2 separate regions of the Mus musculus genome follow, and region 1 is linked to region 2. The links are chromatin contacts, called in public Hi-C maps. All regions are on one chromosome and are shown on one strand. Each heading gives the region's core, a stretch centred on a gene start, on an enhancer-like site or on the middle of the called end of the contact. The rest is flanking DNA. Distances are from core to core; before and after follow the strand shown. Region 1 overlaps Afg1l (AFG1 like ATPase). Region 2 overlaps Afg1l (AFG1 like ATPase).

What was found. Hi-C and Micro-C count contacts between places; a contact is called where the count stands out from the background.
Region 1: a Hi-C map of neural progenitor cells shows a contact between it and region 2, with 1.7 times the contacts expected there. The contact joins two enhancer-like sites. A contact is called at or near these places in 5 of 484 Hi-C or Micro-C datasets (the AML12 cell line, forebrain, neural progenitor cells and 1 more), 3 of 115 datasets of contacts at active chromatin or transcription factors (astrocytes and embryonic stem cells) and 2 of 9 other capture datasets (embryonic stem cells and pancreatic islet).

The regions. Positions count from the first base shown.
Region 1 is chr10:42,343,747-42,350,165 of GRCm38.p6, forward strand. The region is part of intron 8 of Afg1l (AFG1 like ATPase); the gene reads right to left. Among named protein-coding and RNA genes, the nearest start is that of Foxo3, 70 kb to the left of the region's middle. Within about 2 kb of position 2,930, at least 46 of the 459 cell types and tissues checked have an H3K27ac peak or open chromatin away from gene starts, as enhancers often do. A contact at or near this core is called in astrocytes, forebrain and neural progenitor cells, where this site is marked.
Region 2 is chr10:42,408,842-42,415,272 of GRCm38.p6, forward strand. The region is part of intron 6 of Afg1l (AFG1 like ATPase); the gene reads right to left. Among named protein-coding and RNA genes, the nearest start is that of Afg1l, 67 kb to the right of the region's middle. Within about 2 kb of position 2,465, at least 28 of the 459 cell types and tissues checked have an H3K27ac peak or open chromatin away from gene starts, as enhancers often do. A contact at or near this core is called in astrocytes, forebrain and neural progenitor cells, where this site is marked.

The sequences.
Region 1 (6,419 bases), core at 1,680-4,179, 65 kb before region 2:
ATAGCACATACAAATTTATCACCATATAAAAACTTCCACAGAACAACTGCCAAAGGATTCTTAAGAAGCTGCATACAACGATGGCTTAATGGGTAAAGAGCCCATCGCTCCCTCTCACCGAGTAATAAATGCAAAAAAGAAAAAGTCATGCAGGGTGTGGTGTTGCCTGCCTATAATCCCTGCCCTTGGGGGCTGAGGCTAGAGGATGGGGAGGGGCCAGAGGATGGGACAGGGGGGAACGGGAAATGGCCGTTGTAGGCTCCCTGATGGGGTATGCTGCCAGCTGGAGGGCATTTGAGGAGTGCAGGGACTTCATGGATAGATTAGTGCATTGGGGCAGGGTGGAAGAGACATGTTTAGATGTGGGCTTGGTTGGAGAAAGTAGATCATGAGGTAAGTAAGGCAGGCTCCTGCCGGTCCAGGTTCCCCCCAACCGTGGCCTTCTGATTTACCGTATGCCTAGAAGCAACAGACTCAAGAAGTGTAAGCAGAAGCCTCTGAGACCATGGGATGGAATAGGTCATTCCTCCTTCCCATGTTTCTGTCAGGTATGTGTCAATACCTAGAATTCTTCAGCTCTTTCTTTTGTAGTGATTATGGTGTGTACATTATAAATTGCTTCAATGTAAGTTGCTTCAATTATTTTTAGGTATGAATAGAACATAAAATCATATATAATTGAATTAATAAAACAGTTAAGCCAGAAATCCTTTCTTTTTTCCCAGAATTTTTAAAAATAAAATATCATGATTATATAAAAATATGTAAAATTACATATCAAAACATCTAAGATTCTCCTTACTATTTTTTTAATTTTTAAGATTTGTTTTTATTTTATGAGTATGAATGTTTTGCCTGCATGTATGTCTGTGCACACATAGTGCCTTCAAAGGCCAGAAGAGGGCATCAGATATCCTGGAACTAGAGTTACAGATGGTTGTGAGCTGCCATGTAGGCACTGGGAATCGAATCCAGGTCCTTTGGAATAGCAGCCAATGCTATCAACCACTGAGCCATCTCCCCAGCCCTCACCCTTGGCTGCTTTTAAGCAGAAAATTTCAAGTATACAACACTATTATAAAAACTTCAGCCCAGAGAAAATACATTTAAATTCAAACAAAACAAGCAAACCAAAGAAAGGAAGAAAGAAAGAAAGAAAGAAAGAAAGAAAGAAAGAAAGAGAGAGAGAGAGAGAGAGAGAGAGAGAGAGAGGGAGGGAGGGAGGGAGGGAGGGAGGGAGGGAAGGAAGGAAGGAAGGAAGGAAGGAAGGAAGGAAGGAAGAGAAAGAGAGAGAGAGGGGGAGGGAGGGAGGGAGGGAGGGAGAGAGAGAGAGAGAGAGAGAGAGAGAGAGAGAGAAAGAGAGAAAGAAAGAAAGAAAGAAAGAAAGAAAGAAAGAAAGAAAGAAAGAAAGAGAGAGAGAGAGAGAGAGAGAGAGAGAAAGGCAGGCAGAAAGGAAGGAAGGAAGGAAGAACATGACCTTTTCCATGGAAAGTTAGAAAGTTAGAAGAGCAGCAATGACTTCCCCACATTCCACTTAAGGGATAAGAACATTACCTTAAACTAAAAGTCTTTATTCAGAAATGTAACCAGACCCATGTAGCTCTAATAAGGACTAGGATTTGCTAGGTTTTTGATTGGTAAGTTTGGGATTTTGAAAGACTTGGTTTTATTCTTTGTATGGATGTGTGTTTGTGGCATGCTGCCTTTGTGGAAATGCTCCCAGAGGCCAGAAGAAGGCAATGAGCCGTTTGGACCTGAGTTACAGGCGGTTGTGTGCTGCCCGGTATGGACGCTAGGAACCAAACCAGGAACCAAACCAGGGTTCTCTGGAAGGACAGCAAGTGATTGTGAACGCTGAGACATTTCTCCAGATCTTCATAAATAAGTGTTTTAAATAAGCTTTTATGAATACATGTTGTACAGGGCCTTTTTCCTAAAGACCTTATAACAAAGAATGGTTAGGTTATATAAAGTAGGTGGTCAATCTCTATGACAGAAAGCTGGGAGCTCAGCCTCAGAACAGCCTAGTCCAGAGGTTTTGGGGACTGGAGAGATGGCTCAGTATCCATGGAAAACCGTGAGCACGGGGGCACACACCTGAAATCCTGACACTGGGGTGCTGGGCATATGAAGGCCCGTGGGGCTTGCTAGCCAGCAGAACTGGTGATCTCCATGTCCAGTGAGTGAGTGGCTTGTCTGAGAAAAAAAAAAAAAGATGGAGCGAGGCCAAAGAATACATCTGTCATGGACTTGTGGCCCTCATGTGCACACACACATGTGCATGTGCACCTGTACAAATATACAAACACACACCTAACCACATACCCCAACAAAATGAGCTTTATTCCGAGTTTTCTCTTGGAGCTACAAAAATGTATGAAGCAATGAAGCAAATATCCCAGTCGGTTTTCTGTAGTTCCATTCCAGCCATAAAGAGGCATATCCTGGAAGGGAGGAGTAGCACTGGAGGGGGGAAGTAGCACCAAAACAGCTAGAAGACAGGGACTGAGGATGCCCTTCCTCTCCCGAAGGAAGCAGGAGTGAGCAGGAGCGAGGGGTGGGGTGCTGTGTAGGGGTAGAGCGCCTGCCAAGCTCGAGCTCGCACAAGTCCCTGGTTTGATCCCCAGCCCTGTGAGAATTAACTGACTTGCTTCAGTTCCCTGGAGACAGCTGGACTCTGGGTAATGGCTCATGGAACAACACTATTATATACTAGGCCTTTGTGTGGATAAGATGCAAGAAAAGAAAGTCTGTCCACGGCCAATCAAAAGTTGACACAGAAGGAGCATTAGGGTCACTTGTGATCTGAGGCAAAGTCACTCTTTTCCAAAGCTTGCTCCCTCCCCTGAGGGCCTGAGCAGCCAGAGCACACCACAGCCTCCTTCTCTTCTGCTCCGCCTGGCCCTGAAACCGGGCCAGGCCATCTCGTAGCTCCAGTCACCTTTGTTCCCCTCAGGAACTGTGCTCAGGGGCAGCTTTCCATTTTCTGTTGAGCAGTACCACTGTGTCTTTAAGTCAGAAAAGCCCTGGAATCAACCACTGTTCAGTTGCCAGGAAATCCGCACCAACTCCCGCAGGAATCTTGAGTATACTACCTGGACTAAAAGCCTGCTGGCTTTACACGTATGAGAATTGTGGTTTTTCTTTTCCACATTAAGTCGGTAAACAGAAAAGAAAATAATCGGGCATTCCAAATTTGAAAAAAAAGATTTTTTTTTTACACCTGAAACCAGGCAGTCAATGTAAAACTTAGCCTCAAAGAACCAGAACATGTCGGAAAAAAAGAGCTTATTATTACCGGATCATTTGAAATTCTCAACAAAAAATTCCCAAACGCTTGGAGGTTTCTGGAAGAGGGTCACGCATAATTTAAATGGAAATTCATTTCTTCAAGCACCTCCCACTTCATTAGGATTGACTCAAGGGAAGGGAATGCTAACCACACTTTGCTCCTTTGTCCAGTTTCAAAAAATCAACAGCTTGTTAAGGTATCAACAAGTAGACTGGGGCTGGCTTTCCTCAGTCCCCCTCGAGTGCTCGATGCCAGAGAGCCAAAGTTGATCTGACAGAGAAATTTCTCCTTCCTCTTGGGGTTTGTTGCCAAACTTTCCTGGCAGAGTCTTCACCCTCCGCCAATGCCTTGTGCATTCATGCTGTATGGCTCTTTGTCCTCATACCAAACAGAATCTGGGGCTGGAGGCAGGTCTAAAATGAAGTTGGTTTATACTTGCCTTAATATAAAACAGGCTTGGTCGCGTTTCAGATCCTGTAGGTGTGTTTTACATAACGGAATCGGCTGTCCAAGTGGAGCTTTAGCCCGCCATTTATCTTCTCCATCACACACAGGCTTAATTGACTGCTCAGAGATGCATTTCAATCTGCACTTTCCCACCCTTCTCAGTCACCTGCTGAAGAACTTACCTGGGTCCATTAATCCTGACCTGCATATAATGCAGAAAGTGAAATCTCTTCTCAAGTTGCAGGGCTCCCCCCCCTCCCACGTCTCCAGATAAAATGCCTACTGATTTTCTATGTCACGTTTTCCTGAGAGAAGTCGGTAGCTTAACGTGTGGAACTTCAGTTTGATACATTTAAATTTTTTTCCTTTTGTATAATTTTAGAAAGGCAAAATGAACAAAAAGTTAAAAAAAAAACCAATAAAGGAAGAAAAAAAAGAACAGTTGAATAATGAGGAAGAGAGTCGGGGGAGTTTTAAGAGCTTTCTTTTAAAAGTCCATATATGTAACTAAGGACCTGGAACTATGCCAGATCAGTTTTTCTTATACTAGAGACTGACTTTCAGTTCAAACTGTGATCTGTTTGAAGATGAAATAACAAGCAGACAAAAATGCTAAGAAACCTGAGCTGGGCATCATTGCTCATGACCATGATAAGAGGATAAGAGGAGATAAGAGGAGCTGAAGCAGGAGGATTGCGTAAGTTCAAAGGCAGCCTGGACAGGGCTGAACAGGACCTGTCTTAAAAACAGGGCAGGGTAAGGTAATGGTAAGACTGAAAAATTGTATGCGCATGGCCTGCTCACATAGTGTATGTTTACAGAGCATTATCTACAACCGGGTACTCCTGCCAATGCGGTTAAGCTGGGAATGACGGACCAGCTTGCTTCTGTGACAGCAGTCTAAACGTCCTGTGGTGTGAGATTGTCATATGCAGCTCAATGGAGAAAGACAGAACTACGCTGGATAGATTTGGCTGCTCTGGAAGTCTGTATATGGGCCTACTTTGCTGTGTCATTTGCTAGGTGGATTTCAAGCAGTGCCACGCACTTGGTATTAATTTCTCATTCAGTAGCCCTTGAGTTAATGTGTGATTAATTACTACTTAAGTGTACATCCAAATTATGTCAAATAGAACACTTCTATGGTTTTAACAGCTAAAAACTTGAAAAATACTATGTGTGATTATGTTTTACGGGATATAAGGCAGGAAGCTGCTGTTTATAATATATAGCTGTTTGTATCAGCAGGAAGAAGGGAAAGAAATGGTCTTATTATCAAATAAAGTGGACGCTAAGATAATAAAATGAGTAATTCTAATCTGAAAGCCTAGATTTCAGCTTAGTGTGCTCAATCTTAGACTTTACACAAATATTCCAAAGCAAAACAACAAACAACTCTAAAATCTGAGATACTTGTAAGCATTCTCGATAAGGAATATTCAACCTGTCTGATGAACAGCTGCAAACTAACAAACGGGCTAGCCTGGGGGAAATGTACAAATTCCTAGAAAGAGACAGACTACTGAAACAGACCCAAGAAAGGAAATGTGGAAGAAAAGCGGGTTCTCCCAAACTTGTTCCATGAGACCAGCATCACCTGCTATCAAAACCAGACTAAAATATGTCCAGAAAAGAAAACCAGTGAGAAATATTTCTTCTGACTATAAACATAAGAATCCCCAATAAAGTCCTGCAAACCCAACCGGGCAAGGCACAACGGGATTGGGCACTCTGATTACTACAGCTTTGAGCCGGTGCCCCCTCAAGACGTGCGCGCTCTCACTGGGGTTAACTTAGGTTAAAGGTGTGGTGCCCAGCTCCCAGCTCTATGGGGAGTAGAAGAAGCTTAGGGGGCGGGGCCTTCCCTAGAATAAGACACAGAGACACTGATACCCTTGCCCCCCTCTCTCCTGTGCTCCCCTTTCTGATTCCCAGCTGCCTTTGCCCCACCGCACTCCCAGCCACAATGTCCAGCCACGCTCACTCGCTCGCCACAGCCCTATGGCTGTGGGTGCCGCCTGCACATGGGTGGAAACTGTGAAAGCATGGGTAGAAAGAGGCTCTCCTCTTGCTAGGGGGCTTTGCTAAGGGGCTTGGCTCAGATGCTCAGCTCGGGGATGGGAAGCTGACCAGCATGACAGTATTGATGGCAGAAATGCAAGACTAGTCGAAAACCTAAACATTAAATAGTGGCGTGTGTTAATATAACAATGGACCCAAATCACACAGTTATCTTAGTAAAAGCAGAAAACGCATCTCACCAAATCTAACATCACGAAAAGGCTCGACAAACCAAGAAAAGAATAAGATGAACTGGTAAGAGACATCTACAAAACCCAGACAAAAGTATAAGTGATGGCCAAACTGAAGTCACTCGATGTAGGCCAGAAACTAGAAGAGCTTTCTTCTCTTCTCAGTAATGTACTAGAAGGAAAGTCAGACAAGAAAAATAAATAAAAAATGTTCAGCTGGCTTGAAAAATAACATTATCTTGAATTTGGAAAATTCTAGGACCTCTTCTAAGAATCTAGCAAGTCAATTCAGCAAGATCAATATATTTTTAAAAATTTCATTTTATAATAGTAATAAAGACATTGAAAATAAAATTGAGGGGAAAATCATTTATAGAGCATAAAAAAAGAATAAAGTATTAATGTGAATGTAACAGAACTTTAAAGCA
Region 2 (6,431 bases), core at 1,215-3,714:
CTAGGAAGAACGTAAGAGCCAGAGGTCAGGGAGGACTGGAGCAAAACCCTGTCTTCTAGGCCTGACAGGACTCCTGCTCTCAGGGATTCACCATGGCTGTGGATGCCCGCACAAGACCCGTGGCAAGATCAAGCCATCCAGGATTCTCACAAGCAGTCCAAGGGGATTCACACGCTACTCCCCCTGAGAAGCTGGGCTGGGTATAAGGCATGGGTTCTAAGGCTGTTTTCTCTAAAGGTGACCCCTGGAGAGTCAACCGCACTCCAGTGAAAGGTTATACACCCAGAAATACATGGGCAGCACAAACTGGAGCCAGTCTGGTATTTAAAATAGGACACAAAGTTGAGGGGTGGAAGAAAGTAGCCCTCGGAAGAGTTAGGGAAGAGTTGGGATAAATACGATCAAAACACACTGTACAAAATTCTCAAAGCAGTAACCTTTTAAAAATCTATAGTTGTAGACCCTGACAAGCTCATCACTGCATCAGAAATTTTATATAATTTCACTGCTAAATGTAATTCTGAAATAAATACACAGTTTTTTAAAAATAAAACACATAGACCTGATATCATATTTAAAAGATAATTCTAATTACATTTTATGAAAGGTGTTAGATTGCTCCAAATGTGTTTTCAGGCTTTGTAGAAATGACCACTGAATTATTGATCTTGCTGTTCTTTTGTTTTGCTGATACAGGTCTCCCTATTTAGTTCTGAAGAGCTTGGGACTTGCTATGTGAACCAGGCTGGCCGCAAACTCGCAGAGATCTGCCTGCCTCTACCTCCCAAATCCTGGGATTAAAGCATTCACCATCACACCCAGCTAATTCTTTTCCTCTAAGTAATAAAATAAATGCACAAATGTGAGCGTGCACGTAAATGTGAGTGTGTGCACCTACTGGTAGCCAACTGTAGTGCTATCTAGTCCTTTGTTTACAATGAATATACTGGTCTGAATGAAAATCATATAACATTGTTGCCTGGTGATCTGAGAAAGTGAATTTTTCAAATCATCCTACTCAAGGTGTTCTAATGCTACCGAATGCTTTCATCATTGTAATAAACAGTACATAGAAAACAGAAATTTGAGCCAACCAGATGGCTCTGTGGGTAAAGTCACTTCCTCCGAGCCTGATGGCCTGAGTTCAATTCCTGGGACCTGTGTGGTAGAAGGGGAGAGCCAGTTCCTACTAGCTGTGCACAGACCTCCCATGTGCATGCACATGACATGCACTCTTGTGAGCGTGTATGCTCATACAAACATATATGTAAATTTTAAATTTTTAAATGTTAAAATAATTGGGGGGACTGGAGAGATGGCTCAGCAGTTAAGAGCACTGGCTGCTCTTGCAGAGGACATGACTTTGATTCTTTACAACCACATGGCTCACAACCATCTGTAAAACTCCAGTTTCCGGGGATCCACTGCCCTCTTCCAGCCTCCAACGGCAGAAGACACGCATGTGGTGCACAGACATACATGCAGGCAAAGCACTCATGCACAGAAAATAATAATAATAAATATTTTTAATTTTTAAAAAGGAAAAATGCAGACATTCTAACATCTTCTGTATAGCTCTAGGTCCAATTCTGGGGACCGCTTTCTTTTTGGTGGCCCAAATTATACTGACATTGAAGAGCAGTCACCCAACTTACCCAGTCTACTTCCCTTTAACACTGTATTCCTGTTTTTAAATAGAGTTCTCAAGTTTAATCATTAAGTTAATTCTGAATTTTTAACTAATTTGATCTCCTGACCTGCTCACTTGTTGGGTCACCATCCAATTAATTCTATTTTTTTTTTCCTCTACTGGAATATCATGAAACTAGAAAAACTTGTGAGTATCATGAAAACAGAAAAACTTCAATTTCGGAAGATGAGACATAAGAATTCTGTGCGTGAAATTTTAAATCACAGGTTTCTTGTTTAGTTGTTCCCTGCAGATCCACTGCCATCATCACCCTGCACCAGGTTTCTTATTCTGCACGCTTCTGACATGTTTGTCCACGTGGTCCTTTGCATGAAGAATAGCTCTTTGCACTAACAATGTCTCTGGCAGCAGTCCCAGCCCTAACCCTGCTGCCTGCCAGGACACCCCTACACTTGGGTAGAACAGCCAGACATTGCTAAATGTCTTTCAAAGCAAACAGTCCCCTCTGGAGAACTGTTGTCTGGTACTAAGACATAGCCAGTTCTTGTCTAGTAGTCCACAGTAGTTTCCTGGCAGGTCCCCCTGGGTCCCTCATGTCACTACACTCTACCCAGAAGCCCATCTTTAAATCATGGCCAGTGCAGTCCTCCCACCTGGAATCTGGTCCCTCCTGTCTGAGGCGAGCTTCAGTGGCTTACATTATCTCTTACAGCAGAATTCAGCATCCTAACCGCTGCTTTACGGAGGCCAGCTCCTGCCTGCAGCTCCATCCTGTACAGCCCACTTTTTGGTCACTGCTGCCTTCTGAGCTCTCTGATACACTACTCTCTTTCTGGCCACTTAGCATGGCCCAGCTCCGTGCCAAGGACTTTCTTTCCCCAGCTGGTAAGCCATCTGAGAATCTGCTATCTGGGGGACAGAAGAGAAAAAGGTCTCCCATTTAACCCTGGCTGGCCTGGAACTTGTTATGTAGGCTAGGTTATTCTCAGACTCCAATCCTCTTACCCCTGCCATCCCAGCATTAGATTACAGGCACATGCTACTCGGCCCAATGGTTACTTCTATCTTTTCAATAACGGCACTATCTGGGGCCTTGGATCAAAGCTATAATCTGCAGGAAGACCTGCGTGTATTCTCATGGTTGGAAAAGAGAACAACCTTTAACTGGGGCAGCTAGACCACGATCATTCACAGCCATCAAGGAGAAAGCAGCCAATGCAGTCTTTCTTAATTTATATAGAATAAAATTAACTCTTGTGGCATACAGTTGTGTGACTTTTAGCACATATAACCACCACCACAATCAAGATACAGAACAACTCCAGTACACCAAGAAATACTCTCCCTTTGCTCCTGTGCACTCAAAATCTCCCTTCCCAGGCGACGTAACCACTGATCCATTCTTCATTCTTTTATTATGTCTTTTCCTGATATCAATATTCTGTCTTTTTCTTCAACAATAAAATTATACACACACAGGAATGGACTCATACATATGAATAAGTATATCCACATTCATATTGTATCATATTCTTTGTGTTAAGGTTTTTTAATTTGGGGGGAAAGGGGTTGGGGTGTTTTGTTCTTGTTTTGTTGAGATGGTGTCTTCTCGTGTCAGTCAGGCTGACCTAGGACTTACACCATAGCCCAGGCTGCCTCTTAACTTACACTCAGCCTCCTGGGTAATAGGATTACAGGTGTAATGCCACCATGCCTTAGTGTCAAAGCATTAAGCTATTTGATCCCAGCACTCAGAAGCAGAGACAAGAAGACCACAAGTTGGAAGCCAGCCCAGAGCTAGGAGGTGGTGGTACACATCATTAACCCCAGCACTGGGATGCAGAGACTAGCCTGATCTATAGAGTGAGTTCCAGGAGAGCCAGAGGCCCTGTCATGGAAGAAAGAAAGAGAGAGAGAGAGAGAGAGAGAGAGAGAGAGAGAGAGAGAGAGAGAAAGGAAGGAAGGAAGGAAGGAAGGAAGGAAGGAAGGAAGGAAGGAAGGAAGGAAGGAAGGAAGGAAGAAAAGCAAGCTTGAGCTAGGTAGTAAGTTGTTTCAGGCTAGCCAAAACTACATAGTGACACCTTATCTACAGACAGACCGACAGGCAGACAGATGGACAGACGGATGGACGGGCAAGCAGACGGGTGGATGGATGGATGGATGGATGATGGATTATGGATGGATAGATGGATGGATGGATAGATAGCCTATTAAGATGACTTTCTTCTGCCAGTGGAGAGATTCTAGAGCTATGGAGAAACGGGCTGTCAGTTGACTAGAGTTCAACTGCTGCAACTCTGCATCTTGAATTCCCTTTGGGTCTTCTCAGAAGAGCAATTCCAGCTCACGTTCAGCACACTACCTGACAGCCCAGGGACCCTGTTCATGCCTCCCTCAGCCTCTCCCTGTGACTGCCTGCCTTGCTTTGCCACAATTCCAAGCACTGCCTTCCTTCAGCAATCTTGCTAGAACTTCCTAGATTGTTCTAGCACCTTGCTACTTATGAGCATAGCATTATCGCTGTGCAAAGATGATCCTGACAGCACTGTTAGATCAGTCATAGTAGAGGCAGACATCAGTCTCACTTAGCTGAACAATCTAGTATTTGTATGTGTATGGTGTTACCTGCATATGCATGTGGGGGAGGGGGTGTGCACTAAAATACATACATTTGTATCATTTGTCTTCCTCTATTACTCTTGTTTTAGTGACTGGTCTACTGCTGTGGAGAGACACCATGACCAAGGCAACTCTTGTAAGGGAAAGCATTCATCTGGGGGCTTGCTTAGAGTTTCAGAGGCTTAGTCCATTGCATGGCAGGAAGGGTGGTAACATGCAGACATGCGTAGTGCTGGAGCAGTAGCTGAGAGTTTTAAATCCTGAACTATAGGCAATGGGGAGAAAAAGAGAGACTCTGGGTCTAGTGTGGGCTTTGGAAACCTCAAAGCCCACCCACAGTGGCACACCTCCTTCAACAAGGCCACACCCTGTAATCCTTTAACTCTGAAACAAACATCCAAATATGCAAGCCGGGGCTGTGCAACCGGCATTATCACCCAAACTATCACAGCAATCAATGCCCCCCTTTCTTTTTTTTTTTTTTTTTTAAGACAGGGTCTCACCAGGTTGCCTTGGCTAGTCTGGAAGTCTGTATATAGAGTAGGCTGGCCTTGAACTTACAGAAATCCCCCTGCCTCTGCCTCCCTGAGATGCCCAAACAGTAATTTTCTTTTTTAAAGAAGCTCCTGTGTGAGTCTCCCTGCCCCCGTGGACTGTCAACCCTTCAGTGCACATGGGCAGAGGGAACAGTGACACTGAGTGTGGAGGAGAGGGGTTCAGAAGCCCTGTGAGTAGGTATGGCGAATGACCACACGGGACTGATTGTCAGTAGACAGATCAACTTATCTTAGGGTGATTCAAGGCTTTGGGGAACTGAGGGTAGGGACATCCAAGATGGGCAATGGTCATAGGTCATTAGCATGGGGAAGCATTTCAGGAATCCCAGGCGCTGGCTGAACAGGTTTGTCAGGAGAAAAGAAATTAATCCTATAAACTAATTGAGGCTATGTGATATTCCTTAGGTAGAGGTGAGTGTGGGGGCTTAGAACCCCCCAGACAGGGTCAGAGAAGGAGAAACCTGTTAACAAGAAGTCCTCCATTATTTGCCAAGTCCCAGAAGGCTACCTGTCAATGGTAGACTTCAACCTTAATTAGCAGAGTTTCTCGCACTTTTTTTTTAAGATTTATTTTTATGAGTACACCATAGCTGTCTTCATGCACACCAGAAGCGGGCATCGGATCCCATTACAGATGGTTCTGAGCCACCATGTGGTTGCTAGGGATTGAACTCAGAACTTCTAGAAGAGCAGTCAGTAAGTACTATCAACCTCTGAGCCACCCTCCAGCCCTTTCCCACACTCTTGAAGGACGAGAAGATAGCCCAGTGGTAGACTGCTTGCTTGGTTGCCGTGTTTTTATTCCCTATGAACCAGTCCATCAGTAAGCCCTGTTGGCTTGGCCTATAATAGAAACAGCACCTGAGCATTTCTTACCACAGCTCCGTCTCCTCTGAGTGCTGTGACAGACTCCTCAGTCCTTACTCCCAGTCTCAAACACTCAGCCCTGCAATCCATTCTGCACTGCAGCCAGAGAATCTTGCAGAAATGCAGACATTCTACATTCAATCTGAGGCCGCTTACTGAGATCCATCCATGTGTTAGGCACTCTGAGAGAACACACTCACACCCACACACGGAGATAAAAGATGCCAATTGATCAGTGCTCTCACAAAGCTTCTGGACAGACAATGAGTGGAAAAGACAATAAAGAAATCAACTATGGTGGGACATACGAGCCATGTGAGGAGAGAGAGAAGGGCAAACAGTAGTGCCACGGGGTAAGAGGGCGGGGCTGTGCAATCGGCAGACAGGCCTAGGGCCCTCTGGAAAGGTACTTCTGAGCAGATCTGACCGTCCCCTGTGAAACATTATTTTGGAATCCTCACCTTTAACTGACCACATGATGAGCTATAAAAAGAAAATACAAGATTTGAAATGTGTTACATTTGTCTAACCAGTACTTGTATTTTAATTCTTAAATGCTTTCCTAATAAGCCACAAGTGCCTTTTTAGAAATGATAAATTAAGTGAAGTAGAAAAAAAAAAACTACTCATGAGAGTGGGTTTCATCTTTTTCTAAAATTTAATTAAGAGTTTTTCATTTCATTGGGCTTTCTTTTATGGCATAAAAAGCAGATGAAAAGACTTATGTTTTTATATGT